6 separate regions of the Sus scrofa genome follow, and all the other regions are linked to region 1. Evidence: chromatin contacts called from public HiChIP or PLAC-seq and promoter capture Hi-C data. All regions are on one chromosome and are shown on one strand. The core of a region is the stretch at or near the end of the contact, and the rest is flanking DNA. Distances in the headings are between cores, read along the strand shown. Region 1 holds the start of HMGN4 (high mobility group nucleosome-binding domain-containing protein 4). Region 2 holds the start of LOC110261670 (histone H2B type 1-J). Region 3 holds the start of LOC110261482 (histone H2A type 1-C). Region 4 holds the start of HIST1H2BD (histone cluster 1, H2bd). Region 5 holds the start of LOC100156127 (histone H2B type 1-M). Region 6 holds the start of ZNF322 (zinc finger protein 322).

Region 1 (2,786 bases), core at 155-2,654:
ATACAGTCTTCTTCAGGGCAAGGATGACATCTATTTTCTTTCTTTTGTGAAAAAAAAATTTTATTTTATTTATATTACTCAATGAATTTATTACATTTGTAGTTGTATAATGCATTTCCATCCCAAACCTCCAGCATCCCCCTACCCAAATCTATTTTCTTGACAGTTGTATTTCCGGTACCTTGAATGGTAATATCGGTTGAATGAATGAATTATTGAATGGGGGTGATACTGAGGCCGAGAGAGTGCCAGGCTTGCCTCCTACCGCCATTTTTCGGTTGGTTCAGACACACTGAGACAGGACTACAGACACTGGGGGACGCGCGTGCAAGCAAAGTGGCTGCCTGGGAGTCCACGCGCTGCAAGTCTGAACTAGCTAGGACAACGCAACTTGCAGGCCCAGGCGCAGACCGCACCGCGTGAAGCAGCGCCGCCGCCTTGTTTCTGATGAAGGCATGCCCGCCTGAAAAGTGTACACACGCCGGGCCAGTGGCGCAATGGATAACGCGTCTGACTACGGATCAGAAGATTCCAGGTTCGACTCCTGGCTGGCTCGATGTGCGTGGTTACTTTTTACTTACCTCCTCTGCCTACCGCTGAGACGTTCGATCAAGTTAGGAAATCCTTATAAAGTGAGGTGTGCCTGGAAGTCTCGGGAGCGAGAAAGCGCCAGTTTTAACCGCAACGGGAGACGTCACTCCTTAGCAGAGCAATTCCGCGTACGGCCATGAGGTGGCGCCAGCGGGAGAAATGCGCGCGGGCCGGGTGTCACGCCCAGCTTCGCCAGTCCATTCTAACTAAAGGTAACATAGTAAACAAAGGGAAAGAAATTAAAATCTAGTTCAGACTGAGAAATGGTAGTGAAGGGGTTAAAGTCGCATTCGTTCTCCCCTATCCAGCCATTTCCGGAATAAATTATTAAGAACTCGGCTCCAGATCTATGCGCCCTACGGGCTTGGCTTTCGCATTTAATTGGCTTCTCTGATTTAGGAGAATGGTACACAGACGCCAAGTGCACGTTAACGACGGAGATTTACAGGAACGGAGCAAATGGGCAGCGGAGGCATGGGGGTGGGGAGTTCCGTAGAATGAACTACCAGTCGGGGAAAACCATCACCGCAAGGTTTCCGTAGTGTAGTGGTTATCACGTTCGCCTCACACGCGAAAGGTCCCCGGTTCGAAACCGGGCGGAAACAAACGTTTTTCTACCACCATACATTTCCTTTAAACCATTTATTTGAAAAAATCATAAATACGTTTCCCTCCTTTTCTTATCTCACTTGTCCCGGCCTGTGGTGCTGTGGCGACACTATTCAAAGTAGGTCCGGAGTCTGCGGCCCCCGGAGGCGGACACTAGTATCACGAGGGGAGAACCGGGCTGTCCCCGACTGCGACGCGAGGTGGCCCGACGCCCGCAGCCCCGGAAGCGCATCCCCGCCTTGCCTTGCCTTCCTGTTCCCGGCTGTGCCGGGCTCCGGGCGTCTCTCCACGATCGCAGGGTTCACGCCGGCCCTGCCCCAGCCGAGGGCACCTGCGCAGCAGGCCGGCAGTCGGGAGCCCCGCGCCGCTCGGACGGCCGCGAGACTCGGGTAAGCACCTCGGAAGGAGGCCTTTGCGAGCGTCTCCGGAAAATGGGGGGAGTGCGGCCGCCCTGCCTAGATTCGGGACCCTCCTGCAATCCGGCCCTCGTAGTGATGAGGTCACCTAGGGTCCCCCCCACCTCCGCCTTGCCTCCCATTCTCAAGAATAGCGGAATTCGGGAGGGGAGGGTCATTACAGGCCCTGCTGGAGTGAGAAGTCTCCAGGGAAGCTCTAGGGCAGAAAAAGGAGAAGCAAGAAGAGGATTTGAAAGCATAGGGCCCGCAGGGCTGTGGCCCTGAATAGGTCTGCCACTGGCCTGGGCTCTTTCTCCCCTCTCCTCTCCATCTTAGGCGGCCTCACCTCTGAGAATCCCCTCCTCAGTGGCCACCGAAGGGCTGAGCTTTCCACCACTTGGGCCTTCTGCTCTCCCTGTCAAAAAGAAAAAAGCATCCCAAAGTTAAGAAATAGACCAACTGTTGCATATTGCCTTGAGTCTTGAGAAAAGTCCCTGGCAATACCTGTTTTAAATCAGGACTTGGGCCCTGGTGTTTGGCCTCGTACCTCTGTTTCTGACATGGCCTGCTTCAGTGTTAATGGAAGAAAAACATTATACAATTTGTATAAAATTATATGTATGTAACACCATACAGCTTCAACATAGCCTCTAGATTTTCTTCTTAGGTGTATTATTATTACTGTTGTTGTTACTGTTTCTAAGGGTAACCAAGCCTAGTCTCTCAGATGGCAATGTTCCAGATTCCCTCAAATGACTGATATGAATGTGATGTTTTTATAACCATAAGACAAGTAAGAGCAATACTTACGTAATGAACTGTTTTCCTGGTTTTTTTTTTCTTTCTTTCTTTCTTTTTTAAACAGGCAACTTGTATAAGCATCCCTTCCCCAGCCCTGTCACTCCCTCATTTTCATACTTTCTCTGAAAGACACATGCTTTTGTCATCTTGTTGTTTCCCTTCTTAACAAGGCAATAAGTTGGACAGGTGCTCGATGCAAATTTGTCTAAGACATTTCCATTTAAAAACCCCTCTATACCACTCAGAAATACATGTGAGTTCATATGGTGCCTTCCAGGAGCAAGGGTCTCAGGGTCCTGGAGGTGTTGGGTTTTGTCCTCTCCATCTTTCTCTGAGGCCAAACCACAGGAATACTTTTTTTTTTTTTCCCCTTACCCAAGGCTGTTTATT
Region 2 (2,786 bases), core at 88-2,587, 220 kb after region 1:
TCCTCTCCCTTTCTTGACTAGCGACGGTTTCAACCTGCCCTTTGGAAACCACTGAAGGTCAAGGCTGAAGCCTATTCCCCTGCAGCAAAGAAATGGGGGGCGCAGAAAGGCTTTTGTGCACAGTAGCCCCTTAGGGCCGGGATCGGTTTCATTTCGTCTTTTAACGTCTCCCATTATACGGATATAGAGCAAGTGGAAATCAATATTCTAATTAAAAGTAAAAGTGTTTGTACTCCTCAAGCTGAAAATTACATTTCTTTCTCGTCAAAGAGAAATTCGAGAATAGAAAATCTCATTCTGGAGAGAGAAAAAAAAAGAATGAAAAGCAGAATGGTCTACACAAAATCTTTTACTCAAGGAACTTGTGTGCGCTGGTCTGAGAGAGGCGGAAAGGGGATCCTTTCAGCGCACAGAAACCCCTTAGTTTCCGGGATGCCGGCAACCAGACAGGCCGTGGAGAAGGGCGGCGCTGATCGCGGCAAATTTAACTGCCGGCGCCAACCTCTGCACCCGGGTAGGTAGGACTCCAGCTCTGTCCGACAAGTTACGGGAAATTTTTGATTTTACTTCCACTACTTAGCTGTAAAATCTATCAGAACTGATAGCTGAGCCCTTTTAAATATACTTAAGTTCCTAAATAACCGTGAAAAGCTCAGGATGAGGTTACACAAGGAGCTCGAGCTTTGCCAAGGTCAGATAACGTTACTCCTGTTAGTGGTCTCTTGTTATTTTGGGAACAGAAAGTTCTTTAAGACTGTTCAAGAAATTGTTCTGCTCGGCGACTAAATACCAAAATTACAAACGCCCAGCGCAAAAGTAAAAAGCACCAGCTCTCTTTCTGAAAGTGTGGGTGGCTCTTAAAAGAGCCGTTAGGATCGTTAGCAACCAACTCACTGTTTACTTGGCACTGGTGTATTTGGTGACAGCCTTGGTACCCTCGGACACGGCGTGCTTGGCCAGCTCCCCGGGCAGCAACAGGCGCACGGCCGTCTGGATCTCCCGGGACGTGATGGTCGAGCGCTTGTTGTAATGCGCCAGCCGCGAGGCCTCGCCAGCGATGCGTTCGAAAATGTCATTAACGAACGAATTCATGATGCCCATAGCCTTGGAGGAAATGCCGGTATCCGGGTGCACTTGCTTCAGCACCTTGTACACGTAGATGGAGTAACTCTCCTTGCGACTGCGCTTGCGCTTCTTGCCGTCTTTCTTCTGCGCCTTGGTCACAGCCTTTTTGGAGCCCTTCTTCGGAGCTGGCGCGGACTTTGCTGGCTCAGGCATAATTCAAAGCAGCTAAAAATGCCTCCAGGAAAAATGAAAACCGCTATGACGAACACACAATGTGTCCTTTTTATATAGAATCTCTTATGCAAATAAGGTGATTAGCTAAAGACTTTGTCTGATTGGTGGCTAATCAAGTAAAATGTCCGGAATTAGTTCTGTCCAATCAGAACGCAAGAGTCCCAAACTCGCGTTTTCATTGGTTAAATTAAGCCAAAATGTTAACCAATGACACGCATTCTTCTTCGCGCCCAATAAGGGTTATAAAAAGTGCCGCGCCTGGACTTTCGCTTTGCTAACTACCACAAGCGAAGCTGCTGTCGCTATAATGTCGGGAAGAGGCAAACAGGGAGGCAAAGCCCGCGCCAAGGCCAAGACTCGCTCCTCGCGGGCCGGGCTCCAGTTCCCGGTGGGTCGAGTGCACCGCCTGCTCCGCAAGGGCAACTATGCCGAGCGGGTCGGCGCCGGCGCGCCGGTGTACTTGGCGGCGGTGCTGGAGTACCTGACGGCCGAGATCCTGGAGCTGGCGGGCAACGCGGCCCGCGACAACAAGAAGACGCGCATCATCCCGCGCCACTTGCAGCTGGCCATCCGCAACGACGAGGAGCTCAACAAGCTGCTGGGCAAGGTCACTATCGCTCAGGGCGGTGTCTTGCCCAACATCCAAGCGGTGCTGCTGCCCAAGAAGACTGAGAGCCACCACAAGGCCAAGGGCAAGTAATGGCCTAGATTTCGGCGACACGCATCAAACCAAACCAAAGGCTCTTTTCAGAGCCACCCACATTTTCTGGAAAAGAACTTAACATCTATCTTGTTTGGGAAGATGAAAAGAGATTTAATGTGAAAATTTCCTTAACTTCTAGTTTGGTCAAGTCGAAGTGTGGTAAAAGGCTTCATATTTGAATTAAAAAGTAAAATGACTTCATAATGACACATTAGGTTCATTGGCTGTGGAAAGACGGGCAGCTGAGTGTTTGGGGCGGGGAGTAGAGACTATTTCTAGGGCGGCTTGTAAACTGTTTACTACAAATGAGCGGCTTTAAACAAATTCTCGACTCGGGAGGCCAAAAGTTCAAAATCTAAGTGCTGCTAGGGTTCCTGCTGGAGTCTTGAGGGAGGAATCATTCTGTACTTGCCAGCTTCTGGTGGTTGCCAACAATTCCTTGGTTTGTGGCAGCATATCTTCAATCTCCCACCTTCCCAGTGTGTCTCTCTGTCCTCTTAGGGATAGCCAGCGGTCGTTAGGTTTGGGCCCACACTATATCCGATTGAAACAGTGGCATACGTGAAACATTTAAGCAAAGACAAGTTTCAGGAAGTTAATTAAGTTTAAGACCAAGAATGTATAAGCAAGATAAAGGACAGAGAAAGCAAGGGTAGAAAGTGAGTTCATAATCAGAGGTCAGGTCATGTAGGACTACAATCATGTAGGATTTTATATGCCATGATATAAGTTTGCAAATCATTCTAAGAGTTTTGAACAGAGGAATGGCATAACGTGATTTACA
Region 3 (2,786 bases), core at 150-2,649, 210 kb before region 1:
AATTAATGATTAGCCAGCCTGCTCTCGTACTGAAGAGAAATCAAGCAACAGAACTACTTCATCTAATAGAGACAAACCAGAATTTATTTATAAGGAAAAAAGGGAAGAGAAGAAAACAAACCAATCAACTTGCAGTCGTTCTGGGAATAGTGAATCTGTTTGGACATTTATGGTGTAAACAGATTGGCAGTGAGGAGACATTTGTCTGACTTGGGACAATTAAGTCCTTGGGCAGGCTCACTAGGGGCAGAGAAAAAAAATCTGTTTTAGTTGTTTAAGGACTTGGGGAATCTTAAAATTTGGCTGATCTCCTGTGACAAGCATCTGTCATTGTCCTATATATTTGCACTTCTGCCTTAATTGGGCCAGGGCTGCCCCTCATTTCTCAGGTAACTTCCAGGTTAGACAGCCAATGATGGTGAAGTCCTGCTCAAATTGTCTGTCTAGCACCAGACAGGCCTCAGTATTTTTCCAAGATGTCAAAAGAAAACAGCACATTTAAGATCACCGGGTCTTTATGTTAAGCAATCTAAATGATACGCTATCTTACCCCAAATCCTACCAAAAAAACACCAAAACAAATGAAAAAGCCTTGTTCTCTTTGTAGCCAATTTTACCTCCTGTATTGTCCCACTTTTTTACAAAAAAAGCAAATTTTACTCCTAGGTTCAGAAAATGTGTTCTAGACGAATAAAATAAAATGGAAAATGTGTTTCACTCACCTCAAAATCTTCCCTTAGAGCAAAAATGACCAAGTGCTTAAGGGAATGCGGAATTTCTCAGGAACCATCTCCCCCCGCCCAGGACTGCCAGGTAAGGAAGTTTCTCTATTAGACACTTTGTATTGCCAAGTTCCATCCACAGCGCCCCTGCTCTCTTCCCGCCTAGTTTCCCGAACTTACAGGAAGCTTTTGTCAAATTGCAAGCGTCCCTAAAGCATTCAATTCTGACTGTACTGGTTACACAAGGCACCAGAAACCTAAGCAGGTTTTTCATGTTCCAATCACCCCAGACCAACTGCAGCACACTGATCACTGCAACCCACAAAATAGAGTGGACTTTACACTTGGGGGCTAAGCCCTAAGGCAGAAAACAGTGATTAACACTTTGGCATGACCGTGTCAACAACACAGCAGCGGTTTTAATTGTGTAACACCTTACACCCAATTACAAAGTTACAAATAACTCTACCACTCACGCAATCACACAAAACCAAGTGTTAGAGATTGCAGCTCTCTTTGTGGACATGTGGGTGGCTCTGAAAAGAGCCTTTGGGGTAAGTGTAAAGATGCTTACTTGGCAATTTATTTCGAGCTGGTGTACTTGGTGACAGCCTTGGTGCCCTCGGACACGGCGTGCTTGGCCAGCTCCCCAGGCAGCAGCAGCGCACGGCCGTCTGGATCTCCCGGGACGTGATGGTCGAGCGCTTGTTGTAATGCGCCAGCCGCGAGGCCTCGCCGGCGATGCGCTCGAAAATGTCGTTGACAAAGGAGTTCATGATGCCCATGGCTTTGGACGAGATGCCGGTGTCCGGGTGGACCTGCTTCAGCACCTTGTACACGTACACGGAGTAGCTCTCCTTGCGGCTGCGCTTTCGCTTCTTACCGTCTTTTTCTGGGCCTTGGTAACCGCCTTCTTGGAGCCCTTCTTCGGAGCGGGAGCGGACTTCGCTGGCTCAGGCATTTTGAACCTGAAAAAAAACCAAGATCAAAATGAAAGCAGGAAGCGGATTTCTGGTACTTATAGGGCCTTTATGCTAATGAGGGATGCAGAGCGTGTCTTAGTTAATTGGAAGAAAAACAGCAAGGCTGTCATCTATGGGCAGAACTATGCAAATGAGGGATGGAAATAAAGCTTTTCTATTGGCTACTTGACTGTGTCTGGTTAATAGCCAATCAGGCAACAGAATTTACTCCCCAGGAAATGCCTATAAAAGCGGCTGTGTCTTACCTAGTTGTAGACTTGGTCTTCCATAACGACTGGTCTTGTCTTGTTTATTTTCTTTTTATTTTTTTCCTATGTCGGGACGTGGCAAACAAGGAGGAAAGGCTCGGGCCAAGGCCAAGTCTCGTTCCTCGCGCGCCGGACTCCAGTTCCCGGTGGGCCGAGTGCACCGCCTGCTTCGCAAAGGCAACTACGCCGAGCGGGTGGGCGCTGGCGCTCCGGTATATCTGGCGGCGGTGTTGGAGTATCTGACAGCTGAGATCCTGGAGTTGGCTGGCAACGCGGCTCGCGACAACAAGAAGACCCGCATTATCCCGCGCCACCTGCAGCTGGCCATCCGCAACGACGAAGAGCTCAATAAGCTACTGGGCCGCGTGACCATCGCTCAGGGCGGCGTCCTGCCCAACATCCAGGCCGTGCTGCTGCCCAAGAAGACCGAGAGCCACCACAAGGCCAAGGGCAAGTGATTAATTAGACCAGTACCAGGGTTTCCGGAAGTGCTTTCAAACCCAAAGGCTCTTTTCAGAGCCCCCCACTATTTCAAAAAAAAGAGCTAGTGACATTATAGATGAAAGGGGAAAGAAAAAGGCGAGGCAAAGGTAAGTTAATTTTTACCGGAGCTGGGATAATAAAAACTTTAGGTTTTTAGAAAAAGTTTGAGATGTAAATAGAAGTGTGCCTTTGCAGGAAATCTAATGATAAGCCAAGTTGCTACGTATTTAAGATAGTCGAGTGATGTGGTTTTGATCAGTAACTTGTGTGGCTTACCTGCAGAGGTATTTGGTGGTTCCTATAAACTTGACTAGCAAACTGGTTCGTGAGGGCAAAGGCCAAGTAAAATG
Region 4 (2,786 bases), core at 130-2,629, 180 kb before region 1:
CGCAAGTCTGCAGGTGCTGCGAAGCGCAAGGCGTCTGGACCTCCCGTGTCCGAGCTCATCACTAAGGCTGTCGCCGCCTCCAAGGAGCGCAGCGGCGTGTCCTTGGCTGCGCTCAAAAAGGCGCTGGCGGCCGCTGGCTACGATGTGGAGAAGAACAACAGCCGTATCAAGTTGGGTCTGAAGAGTTTGGTGAGCAAGGGCACCCTGGTGCAAACCAAGGGCACTGGCGCCTCCGGCTCTTTCAAGCTCAACAAGAAGGCGGCCACCGGGGAAGCGAAACCCAAAGCCAAGAAAACGGGCGCGGCTAAGCCCAAAAAGCCCGCGGGAGCGGCTAAGAAGCCCAAGAAGGCGACGGGGACGGCCACCCCGAAGAAGAGCGCCAAAAAGACTCCAAAGAAGGCGAAGAAGCCTGCCGCGGCTGCAGGAGCCAAAAAAGCAAAGAGCCCCAAAAAAGCGAGAGCCGCCAAGCCTAAGAAGGCGCCCAAGAGCCCAGCGAAGGCCAAAGCGGTGAAACCTAAGGCGGCTAAACCAAAGACCGCCAAGCCCAAGGCAGCCAAGCCAAAGAAGGCGGCAGCCAAGAAGAAATAGGAAGTCCCTTTGGCCAACGGCTTACAAGCTCTACACAACCCAAAGGCTCTTTTCAGAGCCACCCACAGATCTCCGGAAAAGAGCTGTTGCACACTCTTAAGGGGGCGTGGCTGGGAGGAAAAGGCTGCGAGTTAAAGGGCGGGCCTCCGGGGACGGGAGGTGGGTCTTCATAGCGATTCATTTAAAACCTGTGGGAGGTGTAGCGGGCCGGGTATTTTGTCTGTCCCGAGTTTGGTTGGGTAGAAGGCCCACATCTTGCACACGTTTGGGAGTCAGGACTGATTCCGTTCGTGTTGCCCTAGCGCTATCTTCTAAGTATCCATTGCACAAATGTTAAGGTTAACGAACGTGAACTTGAAGGTGACCCAGCTCACCTTCAAGTTGATGTATGTGGTGGCTGCAAATTATTAGCTGTCCCAGGCGCAGGATAAGGCGTTTGCCCACCAACTTCATCAGCAGGACACTTAGATGGCTGCTAGTTGCGTGCAAACCCAATGCACCGAGTTATTAAAACTAACCCGTTCTAGGCTAAGCAGCCTTCTCTTAGCGGTGAAATACAGAGTGCAACTACTTGAAAAAACTATTTATACTAGCTGTGAGTAGCCTAGTCCAAGCCCTCTGATTGGGTCGAAGCAAAGTAAGTTAACAGCCAATGGAAACGTAGACCTGCAAGTTTCATTTACATTCGTGTTTGTGACGCCACAATAAAATTAATCCAATCGTGAGCGAAACCTTACTAACCTCATTTGAATACCGCATCTATAAATAAATGTGGCCTCACCCTGACTGACTATTTTCCCAGGTGTTAGCCTTGCAGTTCTAACTTTTAACGCTGCTATGCCTGAACCCACCAAATCTGCTCCCGCCCCGAAGAAGGGGTCCAAGAAAGCGGTGACTAAGGCGCAGAAGAAGGATGGCAAGAAGCGCAAGCGCAGCCGCAAGGAGAGCTACTCCGTGTACGTGTACAAGGTGCTGAAGCAGGTCCACCCGGACACTGGCATCTCGTCCAAAGCCATGGGCATCATGAACTCCTTTGTCAACGACATCTTCGAGCGCATCGCGGGTGAGGCCTCGCGGCTGGCGCATTACAACAAGCGCTCGACCATCACGTCCCGGGAGATCCAGACGGCCGTGCGGCTGCTGCTGCCCGGGGAGCTGGCCAAGCACGCCGTGTCCGAGGGCACTAAGGCCGTCACCAAGTACACCAGCTCCAAATAAATTTGCCAAGTAAGCATCTTTACTGTTAACCCCAAAGGCTCTTTTAAGAGCCACGCATGCTCTCAGCAAATGAGTTGTAATTGTTTAATTCCAAAGACTACTTTTTGAGTTCCCCCAAATTTAAAGTTTCGTTGCCATGCTTTAGTGCTCCAATAACAGCTACTTAGGAAATACTTATGAAGAACCTACGCAATAACTATGTGCCATAGGTTGCGGGTTCACTGTGGGCAAGTACCGATGAATTATTTAATGTCACCTAACTAAATGTTAGTTTGCACTCAAAATGCCATTTCAAGGGTACACCTTTCCTTTCCGTGTGTAGGTCTCCAAGTTGATCCTGGCGTTGTTCCAGAACTTGCGGATGACAGATTACCCAGAGCAGGAAACAGCATGCTCTGACAACTTCATTCTGCACTTTTTCTATTCTATTTTTCTTTTTTCTTTTTCAAGCCATGTAGACATATCTGAAAAAAGGCTGAAGACAATGTGAGTTTTCACAGATATATTGCAAAGGCTTTACTGGTTTGCTTGCTTTGTAATTGGTGCAGTTCTGCTTGAGGTTCTGAGCAGCGGCAGGGGAGGTAAAGGAGAAGCCCAAACTATCCTAAAGGATCCGACGGAAGGGAAAAGGAAAGGGAAGCCGTCTTTGAAATCCCTTGAAATCCTCTCAGCTACTCTATCTTCTTTCCCAGAAAGTCCTAATTAATTCTTAGTCCTGGGGGCGGGGCAGCATTCAGCTTTAATATTCTCTGGGTCAAAAGAGAGAAGCCCAAACTCTCAATCGGTTAATGTGTCGGAATCAGGGCTTAAGCCCCCTTTTCAGCACCCTTACCGCTTTACCGAATGTCCCCGAGCATCAAGGGTAGAGAGGAAGTAGAAAGGGAAGGGCAGGCAGCCCCTTCTGGCAGCAGTTGGCTTTTGCTGCACTAAGTCGGATAGCCTTAAGTGTTTTCATTGCTGGGGAAGATAAAACCTCTGAA
Region 5 (2,786 bases), core at 127-2,626, 160 kb before region 1:
AGGAAAAATGGCTGCGCAGGAGATAGATGGATCCCAGGCTGAGCAAATGTAATCTGTTCCCTGTGGAGATAACTTCAAGATAAAAGATGTATCCTGCTAGGATAAAAGAGAGAGAGTATTTCTCATTCTTGAGATCAAAGATACACTAGCAGAAAGGTTCCTCAGGGGTCTGAGAAAGGAGGGACCAGACCACAGTACCTCCTGACAACTTCTCCGAGAACCTTGTGTTAAATCCATCCTGCCAAAGCCAGAGGAAGCAAGAGCATTGTCCAGTAGAAGGCCTCAGCTCATGGTAACACCAGATCCTTAAGCCACTGGGGCGAGGGATGGAACCTGTGTCCTCAGGGATTCTAAGCAGAGTCGATTCCACTGAGCCAGGACCGGAAAATCCCCTCCACCTCCACCCTAAATGATTTAAAAGGCCTCGCAAGGACATGTTGCTCTCTTCCTCTCTTGCTTCTTTCTCTGTCTGTCTTTATATCTCCCTTTCTCCCTCCCCACCCCACCCCGCCTGTTTTTGTATTTTCTATGCACCTTCTTCTCTCTCTTCTCTCTTTAAATAATTACCTCACTACCTTCAGTCTCTTTGTCAAATTCTTTCTCCAAAAGGGACAAAGATCTGAGGACCTACATCAGGTGGTTAGCGTTCAACATTCTCACCAACAGCCACCGGAGAACAATGGTAATGGCAGAATTATCTGCTCAGAAGCCAGTTTCAGCCAAAGATGATGGTGGTGATAATAAAATTAAAGTAAAAGTGTTAAAGGCCAACCTGCTAACTTTTATTCTTTTATTTTTTTAATTCTTTTCAGTAGGTAGAATGAAGAACTTTCTTATCCGCGCTTGCAGTTAAAAGGAGTGATTTGATCCTCCGTTATGAAGGACATGTGGGTCACGAAATTCTATTCTTATCTCCCTTCAAGGGATGTAATTTTATTTATGTAATTTTATTTCCTGCTATATTTGTGTGTTTTGTGTGCTGTGGGAAACGCTGTCTTTGGTATTTTCTGTACCACCGCAGATCGCCTATTCTCTATTTTTCCTTTCCCTATTAGATTCAAATGTAAAGACAGAGCTTTTCCAGGACCTGAAAAGGAGGTTTAGAAGTCGGAGAGGTACTCGGGCAACTAGCTTTGCTTCCTTTGCAAGTCAAAGCTCTGGAAAGTCATATTTTTTAAAACTGACAAACTAAACGGAATTGTTATAAAACAGTGATAAGATTAAAGAAGCTGGCTTGATTGGTGGAAAATTGACTCAGGAGACCAATGGGAGAGTAGCTCGTTTGCATGCAGCCTGTGACAAACGAACGAATCAGCAGTTTGGAAACCAAGTCTTCATTTGCATAAATCTGTCTACAAATAGGCAGGATCCAGCAGCACAGCCACCATTTTCTTTTCTCTTCAGAGAAAGGGCAGGTAAAATGCCTGAACCAACGAAATCTGCTCCAGCCCCGAAGAAGGGCTCCAAGAAAGCCGTGACCAAGGCGCAGAAAAAAGATGGCAAGAAGCGCAAGCGCAGCCGCAAGGAGAGCTACTCCGTGTACGTGTACAAGGTGCTGAAGCAGGTCCACCCCGACACCGGCATCTCGTCCAAGGCCATGGGCATCATGAACTCCTTCGTCAACGACATCTTCGAGCGCATCGCGGGTGAGGCCTCGCGGCTGGCGCATTACAACAAGCGTCGACCATCACGTCCCGGGAGATCCAGACGGCCGTGCGGCTGCTGCTGCCCGGGGAGTTGGCCAAGCACGCCGTGTCTGAGGGCACCAAGGCCGTTACCAAGTACACCAGCTCCAAGTAAATTTATTTCTAGGCACTGTCAAACCCAAAGGCTCTTTTCAGAGCCACCTCACGTTTTCACAATCTGAGTTGTTCACTAGGACTTTTTAGTTCCTAGAAACTGCATTTAACTCGTGTGAAGGTGGTACTTTAGGAAACACTTTGAAAGTTAACTGTTTTTGTGGTACATCTACTTAACTGTTGTGGTTATGGACAACCGTCCTGTGTACAGGACTCCAGAAACTTTAGCAAGTGGGAGCTAGTAACTGCCTAGGTTTAACCCCAACCTTTGGAACTCTAGATTACCTTTAAAATTTGTACAGGGTGCTCTCTGTGCAAATAGCGGCGCTTTGTGAAGTCTGGTTTTCCGTTTTATGTAAAGCGCCTCCCTATAGTATTTGAGAAGCCATAGTTAGATTTTGAAATCCTGCTCTCTAAAAACTACATCCTCTGTGATGCTGCAGGACCGCGCCCAAGTTCTTTTGGGTGGAATTCCTTTTCTCACTCTTTTAAGCCCTTTTTTACCTAGGTCTTTCAAGTCAACTAAATTTTTAAAAGGCTCTCATCATTGGACTTTTTCTAAATATACAATCTTCTCCCTACTTCCCTGACTCGTTTTACAAAGCGGACCTGCAAAATTCACAGAATTCTATGTTCAGAATAAACAGTTTTAATATTGTGGTCACATAAAATAATCTGCAGCCTCCTATTAGCCCCTATCACTGTCAAGCTCCCTTCCTAGACCAGGGCCTTATTCTTCCTCCAGCTTTCCTGTTCTGTTTATGTGCTTCACAGCCTTTGGATGATTCCCCCCCTCCCCCCAAACTTGATAAAATCTGAAATCTGCTATAGGGAGTTCCCCTTGTGGCTTATCAGGGTTATGAACTCGATTAGTATCCATGAGGACTCGGGTTTGATCCCTGGCTCTGCTCAGTGGGTTAAGGATCCAGCGTTGTGGTGAGCCCTGGTGTAGGCCGGCATCTGTAGCAGCTGCGATTCGACCCGAGG
Region 6 (2,786 bases), core at 126-2,625, 140 kb after region 1:
AACTAAGAAAGGGTCATTCCCTTTTTCAGTGTATCTTTTCCCATTCCTTCTTGTCCTCTCCCAGCCTCCTCTCCCTCATTAAAAATCCACCATTTATATAGAAACATACAGCTTGATATACTACTTACCGTAACAACAGAGACTTAAGACTGTTTCCTTTTGGCTCCAAAAGGTCTCTAGACCATAACTAAGCCCAACACTCAAGTCTTCCCTCTCCTAGAGAAAAAAAAATCAATAACGTAGAAAATAATTTTTGTTATTTTCTAAAAACGAAATTTATCATTTTTCTGGAGCTAGACATCAAAAAATTGGTCCCATTTATACTCCCCGCTCTAATCAATATCCTTCGACCATAACTTACTTTTTTCTACCTTTGCTTACATTGTTTTTCTTGCAAGAAGTACCTGACACTAGCAGCCATCGATCCCTTCGCAAACAGCTCCCAACATCCAGAACCCTTCTGAGTAAGGACTAACTTTAATTTCATAGTAAAGCCCTGAGTCCTGTTCTACTTGTTCTAATTTTTCTTCTCCGTAAAGTGTATTACCGCAACTTCTGAGGTCAATGACCCTTGTTCTACCACTATAAACCTCAACATGCAGTTGATAAGTGCATAAGATACAAAATTATATATAACGCCGTTTCCAAAAATGGTCATTCGAGTAATCAAACCAGATTCCCTGCATACAGATTCGACTGCAACATGACCAATTTGCATTAAAGATGCGGGTGGGCGGTGGGTGGGGAACTCCATTCAACGTCCATAGGGGCTTTTTCCCCCAAAATAAAAGACACAGATCGCTTAGAAAACTGTCTGGCAGTGTTTACTATTATTATCTTCAGGAACGATAGTACTAAGCTTCTCTTCTTTCAACTTTTCATTGACCACCTTTCAGTCCGCCGTCAGGGGGTTCCCAGACCCCACAGGGTCGCGAGCAACGGGGGCTGCTCCTACGAGGCAGAGGCCTGGGGGGGGGGGGTGTCTCCGGTCCCGCTGGACTCCTGCCCCATCCCTGGCTCCGCAGGCCATGCCCCTCCCAGGCCCCGCGGGCCGCGCTTACCCCAGCAGCAGCGGCACCGCCCCTCCGCCTGGAACGGCACTTCCGGTTACTCTCCGGACACTCGGATTTGGGCTTCCCGGCGGCCGCAAACTGCGGGCAGTGAATCTAAGGGCCCACCTTCGGGAAAAGAAGGAAAGCAAACCTGTGAGGCCAACGAGAGCCAGAAGCAGCTCCCTTTGCGCGGCTCGGCGAGAGCAGTTGGGGCCAGGCCATCCAGTGGGCGCTTTCAGGGCCGACAAGGCGAGCTACCCTTGTCCTTTCAGCCTGGCCGGGAAGCTGCAGGCGCAGCCCCGCCCCCGCGAATCACATGATCATCCCTGGTTCAGCAACTAGGGCTCTCCACCCCCGGCCTCTGGGCCAATAGGGGCCGAGCCTCTGGAACAGGGGCGGGGCCCCGGGGCGCCTGCGCTCCCGGGCCCTTACTGTTTCCGGGCGGAGCGGGCCAGGACTTTACTTAGGGGTTCTTTCTGACGCGGCGAATGTCCGCGATTGACGAGAGGTCCTCGCTGCCAACTTGTCTAAGGAGAAGCAAAGCTGTTTAATATTAGTTGCCGACTTCTGTTTCCTCAAGGCTGCTGAATGAGGTTTCGAAGCAGGAGTAGCGTCAAAAGAGATGGATGTCGCCGACCCTGAGGAAAACACCCCGAAGGATCTGGAAGAAATAGAGGATCCCAAAGCACAGTGGAAGCGCACTGTCACCGAAGATGTGGCCAGAGAGATGGATGAAATGCTTTAAAAGGGGGGTGGTGTTGTCTTTGTGTGGGTGGAGAAAACTGCGGAGGAGGATAGGACTGCTCTGATAGTAAGAGGTTTCTCAGCCATTTCTGATTGTGTTTCTGGGCTAGAATCATCTTAAGTAATATCCTGAGTTTGGGTTGTAGCAGAAATGAGGTTTCCTTCAGAATGAAGTAAATATATAAACATATGTATGTATATATAAAAATACCTCCTACTGTTCAATCTTTCAATGAAAAAAGAAGTTTCCTAAAAGCCCTCAGACATCAAAAGGAAAGGATGAGTATGAGAAATGTAGAGGGCTGAAGCCTGGATAATGTGACCAAGGTCTTGGATTGGGAAGAAAAAACTTGAGGTTAGGGAATGGTGAGGGTCTTAACAGTTATATAGTTAATTCATATGGGTTAATGAGTTAAATCACGATTAACTAATCATGTTCCTAATTCTGGAATTCTTTCCCAGAGGATCTGCACCTTAGTTTTATGTTTGTTTTTAATGAAAATTTCCAAGTAGGCCCAAAATATTCTATCCAGAGCCATTTTAATACTTGGAATAATTTTAATACTTTAGAGTATATGTTCCAGACATTGTTCTCTGCATTTTCCATATATTATCTAACTTATAACAAATTCTATGAGATGTTTATTATTTTTATCTTAGGAGAAAACTGGTGCAGGAAGAGATTAACTTACTCAAAATCACACATTTATTAACTAGTGAATCTGAAATTTTGAACAGTCCCACCAGAGCTCATGCTTGCTATCATTGTACAAATATGGCTACATCAAGAGTGGTGACTGTATTGTAGAAATGTACTGAAACAAGAATTAAGTGAACTGAGTTCTGATCCCTGCACTGCATATAAGAAAGTATCAGTAAGTGTTGAACTGTTCAGCTTTTTCCTTAAAGATACACTGACCTGAGCAAAGTGTTCATTAGATTCATTGTGGTATTCACTCAACAAATGTTTATTGAGTGCTTCCAATTCAC

The links. Promoter capture Hi-C pulls out the DNA fragments that hold promoters and counts their contacts. HiChIP or PLAC-seq counts read pairs in DNA pulled down with a chosen protein or histone mark.
Region 2: a contact with region 1 is called in an H3K27ac HiChIP or PLAC-seq map of alveolar macrophages. The contact joins the promoter of LOC110261670 here to the promoter of HMGN4 in region 1. A contact is called at or near these places in 1 of 5 promoter capture datasets (fetal skeletal muscle), 1 of 47 Hi-C or Micro-C datasets (skeletal muscle) and 2 of 2 datasets of contacts at active chromatin or transcription factors (alveolar macrophages and skeletal muscle).
Region 3: a promoter capture Hi-C map of liver shows a contact between it and region 1, with 4 times the contacts expected there. The contact joins the promoter of LOC110261482 here to the promoter of HMGN4 in region 1. A contact is called at or near these places in 1 of 5 promoter capture datasets (liver) and 1 of 2 datasets of contacts at active chromatin or transcription factors (alveolar macrophages).
Region 4: an H3K27ac HiChIP or PLAC-seq map of alveolar macrophages shows a contact between it and region 1. The contact joins the promoter of HIST1H2BD here to the promoter of HMGN4 in region 1. A contact is called at or near these places in 2 of 5 promoter capture datasets (fetal liver and liver), 6 of 47 Hi-C or Micro-C datasets (adipose tissue, epiblast stem cells, liver and 2 more) and 1 of 2 datasets of contacts at active chromatin or transcription factors (alveolar macrophages).
Region 5: an H3K27ac HiChIP or PLAC-seq map of alveolar macrophages shows a contact between it and region 1. The contact joins the promoter of LOC100156127 here to the promoter of HMGN4 in region 1. A contact is called at or near these places in 2 of 5 promoter capture datasets (fetal liver and liver), 5 of 47 Hi-C or Micro-C datasets (adipose tissue, alveolar macrophages, liver and 2 more) and 1 of 2 datasets of contacts at active chromatin or transcription factors (alveolar macrophages).
Region 6: a contact with region 1 is called in an H3K27ac HiChIP or PLAC-seq map of alveolar macrophages. The contact joins the promoter of ZNF322 here to the promoter of HMGN4 in region 1. A contact is called at or near these places in 1 of 47 Hi-C or Micro-C datasets (heart right ventricle) and 1 of 2 datasets of contacts at active chromatin or transcription factors (alveolar macrophages).

What each region holds. Positions count from the first base shown.
Region 1 is chr7:20,997,509-21,000,294 of Sscrofa11.1, forward strand. HMGN4 (high mobility group nucleosome-binding domain-containing protein 4) reads left to right here and starts at 1,405. Exons shown (of 2, transcript XM_001928253.7): 1 at 1,405-1,589. TRNAR-ACG (a tRNA gene) reads left to right here and starts at 484; the gene lies at 484-556. It overlaps TRNAV-CAC (a tRNA gene), which reads left to right and starts at 1,124; the gene lies at 1,124-1,196.
Region 2 is chr7:21,219,226-21,222,011 of Sscrofa11.1, forward strand. LOC110261670 (histone H2B type 1-J) reads right to left here and starts at 1,338. Exons shown (of 1, transcript XM_021099843.1): 1 at 504-1,338. The coding sequence starts at 1,278. The coding sequence ends at 898. LOC110261666 (histone H2A type 1) reads left to right here and starts at 1,578. Exons shown (of 1, transcript XM_021099839.1): 1 at 1,578-2,462. The coding sequence starts at 1,607. The coding sequence ends at 1,999.
Region 3 is chr7:20,787,751-20,790,536 of Sscrofa11.1, forward strand. LOC110261482 (histone H2A type 1-C) reads left to right here and starts at 1,400. Exons shown (of 2, transcript XM_021098432.1): 1 at 1,400-2,543. The coding sequence starts at 2,019. The coding sequence ends at 2,411. It also overlaps the pseudogene LOC110261485.
Region 4 is chr7:20,819,711-20,822,496 of Sscrofa11.1, forward strand. HIST1H2BD (histone cluster 1, H2bd) reads left to right here and starts at 1,380. Exons shown (of 2, transcript NM_001243656.1): 1 at 1,380-1,815. The coding sequence starts at 1,426. The coding sequence ends at 1,806.
Region 5 is chr7:20,840,809-20,843,594 of Sscrofa11.1, forward strand. It overlaps LOC100156127 (histone H2B type 1-M), which reads left to right and starts at 1,377. Exons shown (of 2, transcript XM_001927939.5): 1 at 1,377-1,679; 2 at 1,682-1,851. The coding sequence starts at 1,421. The coding sequence ends at 1,800.
Region 6 is chr7:21,142,029-21,144,814 of Sscrofa11.1, forward strand. ZNF322 (zinc finger protein 322) reads right to left here and starts at 1,376. Exons shown (of 2, transcript XM_021099814.1): 1 at 1,204-1,376.